Linked DNA regions of Oncorhynchus kisutch: region 1 is linked to region 2. The links are chromatin contacts, called in public Hi-C maps. All regions are on one chromosome and are shown on one strand. Each heading gives the region's core, a stretch centred on a gene start, on an enhancer-like site or on the middle of the called end of the contact. The rest is flanking DNA. Distances are from core to core; before and after follow the strand shown. Region 1 holds the start of parp12a (poly (ADP-ribose) polymerase family, member 12a). Region 2 holds the start of LOC109889539 (SLIT-ROBO Rho GTPase-activating protein 1).

The links. Hi-C and Micro-C count contacts between places; a contact is called where the count stands out from the background.
Region 1: a Hi-C map of muscle shows a contact between it and region 2, with 6 times the contacts expected there. The contact joins the promoter of parp12a here to the promoter of LOC109889539 in region 2. A contact is called at or near these places in 2 of 2 Hi-C or Micro-C datasets (liver and muscle).

The regions. Positions count from the first base shown.
Region 1 is chrLG4:41,686,912-41,692,699 of Okis_V2, reverse strand. It overlaps parp12a (poly (ADP-ribose) polymerase family, member 12a), which reads right to left and starts at 3,954. Exons shown (of 12, transcript XM_020481033.2): 1 at 3,375-3,954; 2 at 2,367-2,502. The coding sequence starts at 3,691.
Region 2 is chrLG4:41,524,446-41,530,394 of Okis_V2, reverse strand. It overlaps LOC109889539 (SLIT-ROBO Rho GTPase-activating protein 1), which reads right to left and starts at 3,411. Exons shown (of 22, transcript XM_031822956.1): 1 at 2,894-3,411. The coding sequence starts at 2,957.

The DNA.
Region 1 (5,788 bases), core at 2,705-5,204, 160 kb before region 2:
GTGAAAAGGTAGGGTTGGTATGCAGAAGAAAGCCCTATTTGGTAATTGACAAAGTCCGTGGGGCGGCAGGGTAGCCTAGTGGTTAGAGCGTTGGACTAGTAACCGAAAGGTTGCAAGTTCGAATCCCCGAGCTGACAAGGTACAAATCTGTCGTTCTGCCCCTGAACAGGCAGTTATAACCCACTGTTCCTAGGCCGTCATTGAAAATAAGAATTTGTTCTTAACTGACTTGCCTAGTAAAATAAAGGTAAAAAAATATACATACATATATATATATAATAGCAAGAACAGCTAAAATAAGCAATGATAAAGTAATGATGGACTGTCGTTTTCAGACATGAAGGTCAGTCAATCCGGAACTTTGAAAGTTTCTTCAAGTGCAGTCGCAAAAACCATCAAGAGCTATGATGAAACTGGCTCTCATGAGGCCCGCCACAGGAAAAGAAGGATAAATTCATTAGAGTTAACTGTACCTCAGATTGCAGCCCAAATAAATGCTTCAGAGTTCAAGTAACAGACAACTCAACATCAACTGTTCAGATGAGACTTTGTGAATCAGGCCTTCATGGTCGAAATGCTGCAAAGAAACCACTATTAAAGGACACCAATAAGAAGAGACTTGCTGGGGCCAAGAAAAATGAGCAATGGACATTAGACCTGTGGAAATCTGACCTTTGGTCTGATGAGTCCAAATTTGAGATTTTGGGTTCCAACCGCTGTGTCTTTGTGATGCAGAGTAGGTGAATGGATGATCTCTGCATGTGTGGTTCCCACCGTGAATCATGGAGGAGGTGGTGTGATGGTGCTTTGCTGGTGACACTGTCTGGTGACACTGCGATTTATTTAAATTCAAGGCACACTTAACCAGCATGGCTACCACAGCATTCTGCAGCAATACGCCATCCCATCTGGTTTGTGCTTCGTGGGACTATCACTTGTTTTTCAACAGGACAATGACCCAACACACCTGCAGGCTGTGTACGGACTATTTGACCAAGAAGGAGTGATGGAGTTCTGCATCAGATGACATGGCCTCCACAATCACCCAATCTCAACCCAATTGAGATGGTTTGGAAGGAGTTGGACCACAGAGTGAAGGAAAAGCAACCAACAATTGCTTAGCATATGTGAGAACTCCTTCAAGACTGTTGAAAAAGCATTCCAGGTGAGCTGGTTGAGAGAATGCCAAGAGTGTGGAAAGCTGTCATCAAGGCAAAGGGTGGCTACAATTTTTGGTTAACTACATTATTCCATGTGTGTTATTTCATAGTTTTGATGTCTTCACTGTTATTCTACAATAGTAAAAATAAAGAAACACCCTTGAATTAGTAGGTGTGTCCAAACTTTTGACTGGTACTGTATATGCTAAAAGAGGGCCTGCAACTATAGAATTGATGCTTGCTGATATATTTTGCCATTTGCTTTCAGAGCCATGGCTGTATTTGTAGTAGACAAGTACCACCCGTCATTTATTTTTTACATGATAAACGTTTATGAGAGCAGGCATGTTGTTTTCGGTTAGCAGACGAAGCACCCGAATGCTAGCTAGCTAGCTACCTTAGCAAATTCTGGTTAGTTATCATACTGTACCTTTGTCTGAGTTGAAATCAGTTGGATAGCTAGCTAACGTTAGTTAGTTCATGTTAGCTAGCCAGTTCAAGTTGAATCATTATTGAAAGCAAGCTGGCGACATCCTATGATTAGCTAGCCTCCAAGTGCCTGCCCTGTATTGACCCTGAATGCCAATGGCCTACAGGTAGCTGTTGTTAGCAAGGTAGCTAGCTACAGTATCATTCCCATTTAATCTCATAGCTAGGCTGGCTCGCTAGCATTATCAAATAATGTATAACCAAAAGTAGATACTAGCTAGCTAATAACAGCGATTTACTTAGCTAATATACTCACCAACATCAGTGGTTTGACAGTTGATAGGCATCAGAAATGACTGTCATATGTAATCAATTCCTGGCCATCTGGCAATATTGTTGAAATGCATGGAAGTTGGCATCAGCTTTATGGAAGCCCATTTTCACTCCTATTTGCAGAGCGAAATGTGCGTGCATTGCACTCATGCAGACTTGACAACAAAATGTCCACATGGCAACCCTCTAGTAAGTCGCGATGAACTCACAATTTTGACACTATAATTCATGTTTGACTCATATCGATGCCATATAGGCCATTTAAAACCAGAGAAGTTGATTCTAAAGGCCAGTTGACCTTTAATAAACAGTATGGCAGAAATTCCAGCTATTACAGAGTAAGGAGGTGACCTTACAGTATTACCTTACTGCTAACCTTCCCAGTAACCTATCCAATCTTTTTAGATCCACTAATTGGTAGAGGTCATTTTGGGAGCCACCCACCTCAGGCATCAGGTAGGGGTCGTTCTGCAGCAGTAGTGGAAACAGCTCTGCCTCCCCCAGCTCATGGTGATCCACACTCCTTATAAGAGCTGTGTTGTGTGGGGAATCTAGACTGTGGGCATTTTTGCACTTGTTCCTTGAGTTTAAAGAGAAATGCGAACAATGTAAGTACATTGACAAAAGATCAGCAAATTAAACCAAGACAACAGAAGATTCACATGACTAACTTTCAAGCATTAGTCAGGTCAACAAATGCTGTTGGCTCCTCAGCAAAAATGTTGTTGTTATATCTATTCACTAACTAGTCCAATCAAAGCTTATGATATCTGATACTCATTGCTTGAGATATCAAATAAATTAGTCACAGGGCCAGTTACAACAGGTGTGTTTGTGGTCAAATTGTAACAATATCAGATTCTACACCCGAATTATCAACAGACATTACTAAATTCGGTTTACCATTTAGGTAAAAATGTTTTTATATTGGATATTCAGTTCTCTCTGTCAATAGCACGTAAACAAATCGTGCCGTGACTATGAAAATGATATTCTGAATCAAGGGATGGAGAAAAATCCACACCTTTTTTGTTGTTGAAATGTAGATTTTATTTTTCTGGATTTCAATCTTCAATAGCTCTTAAATAAAGCGTGCCGTGACTTTTAAAATTATATATCCTGGATCATGGGAAGATGGGAGAAAACTCAATCCTCCATCTCCCTTGATTCAGAACACATGATTTTCATAGTCACGGCACGCTTTGTTTTAAGAACTATTCAAGATTTTAATTCAATTTTTGTTATTAAAAATAAAAGTAGTGGATTGTTCTCCATTCACCGGATACAGAATATACCATTTTTATAGCTATCAATAGCTATTGATGAGAGAACCGAATATCCAATATAAAACTAATTTGACCTCAGTATTTACCTATGATATAAAACATCTGCAGTTCCACTATGAGATAAAAAACATAATGTTTATATAGTCTCACAGAACATGACACCTACCCGAACCTGCAGTTACCGCATACAAAGTATCTGCACAAGTGTAAGTTCTCGCAATGAAGACAATCGCCAGGAGGGCTTTGACAGACTCGCAGTGAAGTCTTTGCAACAATAACACTGTTCTGGCTCATAGCGAGACGCGAGGCCTTTCCTTCGCCTTTACTGATGGCATATTTTCCTCTGTCACAAAGTATTCCAAGTAGGACGTCATCTGAAACAGTGAACTTTTGACCAACGATCCGGTCAAGCTGCTTGAAGTCCAAGCATCCTTGATTTCCACACAGAATTTGTGTTACATATCGAGACACGACAGAAGACATCGTGTTTCGGTCGGGGAAATTATATTATATGATCCTCACCTCACCCAATTTGCAATTGGGCGTCAGTCACGCTTCCGGAGAAACGAAACTCAAAGTCAAAGCCCTTTAAACCTGGTTCCACAGGATTTCACAGCCATAACGTCAAAACGTTCTATAATATTGTAAAAATTAATGAAAACAATATAATTCTGTCTTTTTGGTTAGCAGTGAGGTTAAGGTTAGGTTTAACATTTAAAGTAGAAATAGGCGGGGTTTATGACTGTGGAAGCTAGTGATCAGCTCCTAGTGACGACACTTTAAACCTCTGCTTTCAACATGGACAATTTGGTAGTTGTTGAAAATTCACACCACCAGGTCCTCTGTTAATATGACCAACATAGGATTTAGCATAACCTCAGCTTTTTATTCCACTGTGTTATGTAAAACATGAAATACATAAATTCATGTAATAATACCTAATGGTCACACGATGGCAGTACAGTATAGCAATGAACAGTAGACCTCCGCAGGCAACTTTTGTTACCTGTCAAGTTGCTTCTACAAAGTATTGACTCAGGGGTGTGAATACTTATGTAAATGAGACATTTCTAATAAATTACTAAACATTTGTAAAACATGTTTTCACTTTGTCAATATGGGGTATCGTGTGTAGGGGGTGGAGAAAAAAATATTTAATCCATTTTGAATTCAGGCTGTAACACAGCAAAATGTGGAGTAAGTCAAGGGGCATGAATACTTTCTGAAGGCACTATAAGCAGCAGCACTAAATCTACGTCAGACTTAAATATGGACTAGCCGCTAGAGAATAAGGAACTGAATTGCATTTACTATATGTAACCCCTTAATTTGTGTGCATTGAATGGTGCGGTTTATTCTTATGGACTTTCAAACACATCAGCTTAGGTCTTATACAGTTGAAGTCTGAAGTTTACATACACCTTAGCCAAATATATTTAAACTCAGTTTCACAATTCCTGAAATGTAATCCTAGTACAAATTCCCTGTCTTAGGTCAGTTAGGATCACCACTTTATTTTAAGAATGTGAAATGTCAGAATAATAGTAGAGAGAATGATTTATTTCAGATTTGATTTCTTTCATCACATTCCCAGTGTGTCAGAGGCTTACATACATTCAATTAGTATTTGGTAGCATTGCCTTTAAATTGTTTAACTTGGGTCAAACGGTTCAGGTAGCCTTCCACAAGCTTCCCACAATAAGTTGGGTGAATTTTGGCCCATTCCTCTTGACAGAGCTGGTGTAACTGAGTCATGTTTGTAGGCCTCCTTGCTCACACACACTTTTTCAGTTCTGCCCACAAATGTTCTATAGGTTTGAGGTCAGGGCTTTGTGATGGCCACTCCAATACCTTGACATTGTTGTCCTTAAGCCATTTTGCAACAACTTTGGAAGTATGCTTGGGGTCATTGTTCATTCGGGAGACACATTTGCGACCAAGCTTTAACTTCCTGACTAATGTCTTGAGATGTTGCTTCAATACATCCACATAGTTTTCCATCCTCATGATGCCATCTATTTTGTGAAGTGCACCTGTCCCTCCTTCAGCAATGCACCCCCACAACATGAATCTGCCACCCCTGTGCTTCACGGTTGGGATGGTGTTCTTCGGGTTGCAAGCCTCCCCCTTTTTCCTCCAAACATAACAATGGTCATTATGGCCAAACAGATCTATTTTTGTTTCATCAGACCTGAGGACATTTCTCCAAAAAGTACTCGTTTTACTGTGAAAATAGATAGTTTTGTACCGGTTTCCTCCAGCATCTTCCCAGGGTCCTTTGCGGTTGTTCTGGGATTGATTGGCACCTTTCACACCAAAGTATGTTCATCTCTAGGAGACAGAACACATCTCCTTCCTGAGCGGTATGACAGCTGTGTGGTCCCATGGTGTCTACACTTGTGTACTATTGTTTGTACAGATGAACGTGGTACCTTCAGGTGGAAATGGAAATTGGAAATTGCTCCCAAGGATGAACCAGACTTTTTCTGAGGTCTTGGCTGATTTCTTTGAATTTTCCCATGATGTCAAGCAAAGAGGCACTGAGTTTGAAGGTCGGCCTTGAAATACATCCACAGGTAA
Region 2 (5,949 bases), core at 2,162-4,661:
ATTATTTTTACGTGGGCCAAACATCTTTTTGATCTCTCATCAGTGACTGAAGCTTGACAAAAGCTTTAGTGAGTTAACTAAGCTATACGAGTAATTCCACCTTAAAGAGTACAAGAGGGTTGACACTCAACATCTCAGATTGTTCTGAAATAGTTTCTGCAGTTAGAAACAGATCAGATTAGCATTCCTGAAACATTATTTTGTTGAAATATAATTTAATCACTGAGAAATTAAGCTAATTTATTGAACCCAAATTGGCCATTTTATTTTATAGGCAGATAGCCTAGTGGTTAGAGTGTTGGACTAGTAACCGAAAGGTTGCAAGATCGAATCCGCGAGCTGACAAGGTAAAAACAAATCTGTCGTTCTGCCCCTGAACAAGGCAGTTAACCCACTGTTCCTAGGCCATCATTGAAAATAAGATTGTTCTTAACCGACTTGCCTAGTTAAGGTAAAATATATATATTTTTAAATATAATCTTCAGAAAATATAGAATATAGAACCCAACATCCAATTTGCACCATAATCTTTCATAACAATGAGTAAGACATGAGGAATCCATGAATCCCACACACACACACCACACCAATCCAACAACAAATATACAGTATCAGTTCTCTATGTCTAACAAGTAGTATGGAGCTGCTGCTTGGAGTATTGCTTCTTCATCTTTTTTTTACGTATTTTGTAAAAGAAAAAATACCTTTATTTAACTAGGCAAGTCATGTTAAGAACAAATTATTTTCAATGACGGCTTAGTGGGTGACTGAGAAAATTAAAGTGGGTTAACTGCCTGTTCAGGGGCAGAACGACAGATTTGTACCTTGTCAACTCGGGGATTTGAACTTGCAACCTTCCGGTTACTAGTCCAACGCTCTAACCACTAGGCTACCCTGCCGCCCCGTGAATGTGAATGTGGTGATGTTTTTCCCTGTTCAGATAAAATGGCCATTGAAGTCACTTGCATTATTTACCATAAATTAGTGATTAAGAACAAAGTTTTACCCAATAGATGCCGCTGTTCCTGCTACTGCCACCACACCCTTAAATAAATTTAGCTGGATTCTTGTGTTTATTAAATGGATCACATCTTCTTTGCAGCTTTGGGTAGAAAGCCAATAACTTTTGCTCATGATGAAAATAAATGGTGTGGTCATCCTCACAATTCAAACCAGTCCTCTTGGAAAGCAATTCAGTTAGTCTTTTTTCGTAAGATGACATTTTTTAAACAATACAAAAACATATATACAAAGGACAGCATACAGATGCACACAAACATCAATGACATAACACCTGCCCAGACACACCAGCTCACACCCATCTCCAGCGCTCGCATCACTCTTCCCCACATGGCCTCAAACTACACCATTTTAATTATCTCAGTCACCCACGCACATTCAACATTAAGATAAAGCATTTGACCTTTCCATTAGGTTAAGGATGGAGGATTTGTTGATTTCCAGTTATGTATAGTTTTTTTTCCCAAGATGATTGACAAGAAAAATATCGTCCAACCCACCGGGTATCTCACTGCACCCTCATATGCCATGTCTTGAAATATACAGACAGACTGATTAAAAGTTTGTTTACATTGTAATACTTCTGAATGACAACTTTCTAGCTCCACCCATAACTTTTGGACTTCATGGCATTGTTTGTCCTGCTCTTAGGCTTAATTTGTGTCCAGAAAACAGCGCCCCTGTGTTTGGTTTATTGCCTTCAAAAAAGGTCTGGATTAGTTAGAACATTCCTGTTGAACAAGTGAACCATTAGGCAACAGCAATTCTAATGGTTTCAACGTTATGGTCTCTAATGGTCTTCGATGGTAAAAGTCCCAAACAAACACTGTATAGTGTTTTGTAATGGGTTGAATGGTAAATGTCACTGTTCACACTACATATAGAGATGTCTTTTTAAATATTTTTTTTGAAAACCATTTGAGTGCTATGCAATGGTTTAGAATTGTATTATTTTATTAGGGTTGTCACATTTTAGTCACTAGCTAATTTCTCATTCAAAAGTTTGGGACTTGTAGGAAAGGTCTTCATATGGGAACTGCACCATACCAATAGCCATCTCAGAGAGCTGCCATTTGTTGGACTATTCAAGGAGAGTTTGGTTGAGAAGGACAAACGAAATTGCTTTCGTGGAGGACTGGCTTGACCACATAATTCATTTTCATAATAAGCCAGAGCTATTGGATTTCTACCCAAAGTTGCAAAGAAAATGTTGTGATCCATTTAATGAACACAAGAGACAATTAAAATGGATTAAAGGGTGTGGTGGCAGTAGCAGGAACAGCGTCATGAACAGCAGCAGCCCCCCCACCCCCAAGATAGCGTGTTAATCAGTGGAGGCTGGTGGGAGGAGCTATAGGAGGACGGGCTCATTGTAATGGCTGGAATAGAATAGAGCCAAACATGTGTTTTTCATATGTTTGATACCGTTCCATTTCAACCATTTCAATGAGCCCGTCCTCCTATCGCTCATCCCACCAGCCTCCACTGATATGAACATAAACCATGGCAACACACAAAATGTGTATAATAGCAGGAAATTCACTTTTTTTTAAAATAATTTCTCAGCCTCATTGCAAAAATGTGTAGAATAGCTATACAACTCTGTTCCATGGCAATTGGAGGAAATTAACTAAAATATAAACATTTTATCGTAACCTCATGGCAAAATCTGTACAATAGTATGAGATTAGTTATGGAACTGCAATTCTTGCTCAGACCTTGAAACTGCAGTATGCCACTGACCCATACATCTTATGGTCTGAGTTGACATTGGACACACGGATTTGGTTTGTCATTGAATAGAAGTTAGCCTCCTGGGGATAAAATAAAATGAACATAAATTATGTTCATACAACATTATAAACAAACGTACCTTTAACTTGACTCTCGTAATCAGCAATGATTTCTTTATCCTTTTTGAACTTTGTATTAGACATTTTCAGGTCGATTCAGAGTAGTTCGGAAGTTAAACTATTAGTCAACACAAAAAAAGTTCCTTTTCAAGAAAACGTTCAGTCCATTGTCCTACGCGAGTAGACTATTGCTGGAAAAGACAAGGCCAACACGAAATCCTGATATCAATCAATGAAATCACTGATAACCGCTGGCTATGCCGCGTCAGGCAGAGCGAAGATGTCGAGTCGGTGCAACAGCATAACCTTTGATAATCAGATCAAACAAGCAGTAAAGTACAACATTACAATTTTCAACGCAGGTAGAGAAGGCGCGAGGTTTTACTGCACGCTGAGTAAAACCAATATATAGTATGTAGACTTTAATCGTATACTTCCTTTGGTGCTCTAGTTTCCCCGGTCCCACACTTCACATTTGCCTCGTTGTTTTTCACAGACAAGACTGACTGCAGCTCAGCTGCGGGAGAGTCACTGTGGAAATGGGAGGGATCGAAGAGGCATAACGGAAACAAGACATGGATTGACATGTTTTTTGTCTAACCAGTAGGGCCGATTACAGGGGCGGACTTGGCCAAGAATTCGGGCCTGGCATTTTATCCACACCAGCCCACATCACTGCGATCCGCCAACAACCCTATACCAGCCCATGATTTGGTCGGACCCCCCCCCCCCCCACCTCCCCAAAAAAGGAACCTTGTCTGGTCTCAACTTAAAATTGAGTTAAAATTGAGTTAAAATTGTAGAAAAACTGCCATTTCTAAATTTGGTTGAGCATCAGCAGTTTTTCTCTTATGTCAGTCACTGACAGTCACTCAATTATCCATGTCAGCTAACAATGTTCAGATTGGTAGTTAGTCTAACCAGCTATCTAAACTTAGCTTTAAAATTGCACATTTCTCTCAGCCTCATTGCAAAATGTGTAGAATAGCATGAGATTAGTTAAGTATACAACTTCTACATTTTCTATTAGCCTAATGAAAAAATGTAGAATAGCAGGACATTTGCTTTAAAAACACTCGATTATCTCAAGCTCTTTGCAAAATGTGTAGAATAGCATGAGATTAGCTTTAGAACTTGGTTGTGCATCAGCAGTTCTTCTCTTTTTATGTCAGTCACTGACAGTCACTCAATTAGCCATGTCAGCTACAATGTTTAGATTGCTGGTTCGTCTAGCCAGCTATCTAAACTTGTCTTAATCATGGCCGAATACCAACCGGGCACGTGCCCAGGGGCCCTGACCTCCAGGGGGACCCTCGATGACTTTGTTAGTCTTTCCCACTCAGATATCATATTAACATGACATAGCATAAGTCCTTACAAAATGTGTAGAATTGCACAAAATTAGCTTTAAAACTGAATTTTAAAAATGCTATCTTCACCCCGCAATATGGGTAGAATTGCAGGAAATAAGCTATAAAACTGCAATGTTTTCTCTCCGCCCCATGGCAAAATGTTTAGAATTGCAGGAAATGTTTTTTTAATTTTTATTCTCTCCACTGTTAAGAGGGAGGACAATAAAATGTTTTGCTACGAGAAGGGGTGCCCCCCCAACTAAACCTTGCTTCGGGCCCCCAAAAGTCTAGAGCCGGCCCTGCAAGGCTCCCAGTACCAGAGGCAGCAAAGCAACCCCACAACATTATCAAACCTCCCCATAATTGATTGTAGTGAGGATGTTATTTCCTTTGAATGCTTCCTTTGGTTTTTGGTAAACATAGGAAGCAGGGGCGGATCCAGGAGAAGTCCCCCCCCCCCACACACAATTACGGTGGCACCGTAATTGTGGAGGACAGGTTTGTGGTAATGGCTGGAGCAGAATGGGTGGAATGGTATCAAACACATGGTTTCCACCTATTTGATGCCATTCCATTTGCGGCGTTAATGACATTATTATGAGCCGTCCTCCCTTCAGCAGCCTCCACTAGTGTCTTTCCCGCAATTGCATTTTCAAACGTTATATGACCAGGACACATTTCTCTCTCAAGTGCATGGGGGAGAGGAGAGAGGCTCACTCATTACAGCAGCAGGCCCCAGCAAAACAGACACGGGGGGCACAGCACACACTTTCATTACAGGACTCATGAGGATAATGCACTACTGTTTGACCGAGTCATGGCTTTAGCCACCTGAAAATAGAACGTTTAGAGTGAGAGGACAATGTAGAATGTGCTCTTTCTATGTTTACAGGCACCCTTTCCATGTTTAACCATCCATGATCTTGGCTCTCTAACTGATGACAGAGTCGGAACAGGTCTATGCCGATGCTGCGTTTTCACTTTGAATGTGAGTTCGCGTGACCTCAGCTCAGCCTATCATTAAACCGGGCCTGACAATCTTGGTAGGGGTACCGGTCATTGCTCAATGACCAGCCAAAGGCTCATCATAGATTAGTATAACAGAGAAATTGTGAGTAAAAAAATATATATTTTAAATATCACCTTAACAGGCCAATGGGCCACCGGCCTTGTCACCTACCATTTATTTATTTTTGTATATATATACAAATATTTTTGTGTGTCAGTTTTGTGTGTACAGCCCATCTGGAATTTGCCAGAATTGCTAGATGGCCGATTATGTATTCTGATAATATCGGGGAAATCCCTGCTAGAAGTTCCCCAGGTATGTACAGGGTGTGATCCACATATACATACTCCCCAAGGCAGTGTTGACATTATAAACACGGCTGTTCATTGCATCAAAGTGGCACCAGGGAATTATTATACAAATTAGGCCTCACCTGCTACCAGTGTAACAATATTTCCATTGGTGAAATAGCTTTGGCGGTTTCTACACTTCAAAATGGTTTTGTAAAAATAAAATATATTCCATACAATATTACAAGTCACCCATCCATCCACTAATCTGTGGTGTGTGACATAAACCTCAAATTAGGTGCGTCTACTGTATGAGACTAGAACCAACAGATCAGTGAAAATATATGTATGAAATGATCTTATGTAAAAAGTGACATCAACTTACATCAGTTGTTTTCTTTAACAGGATCAACATCCCTGATAAG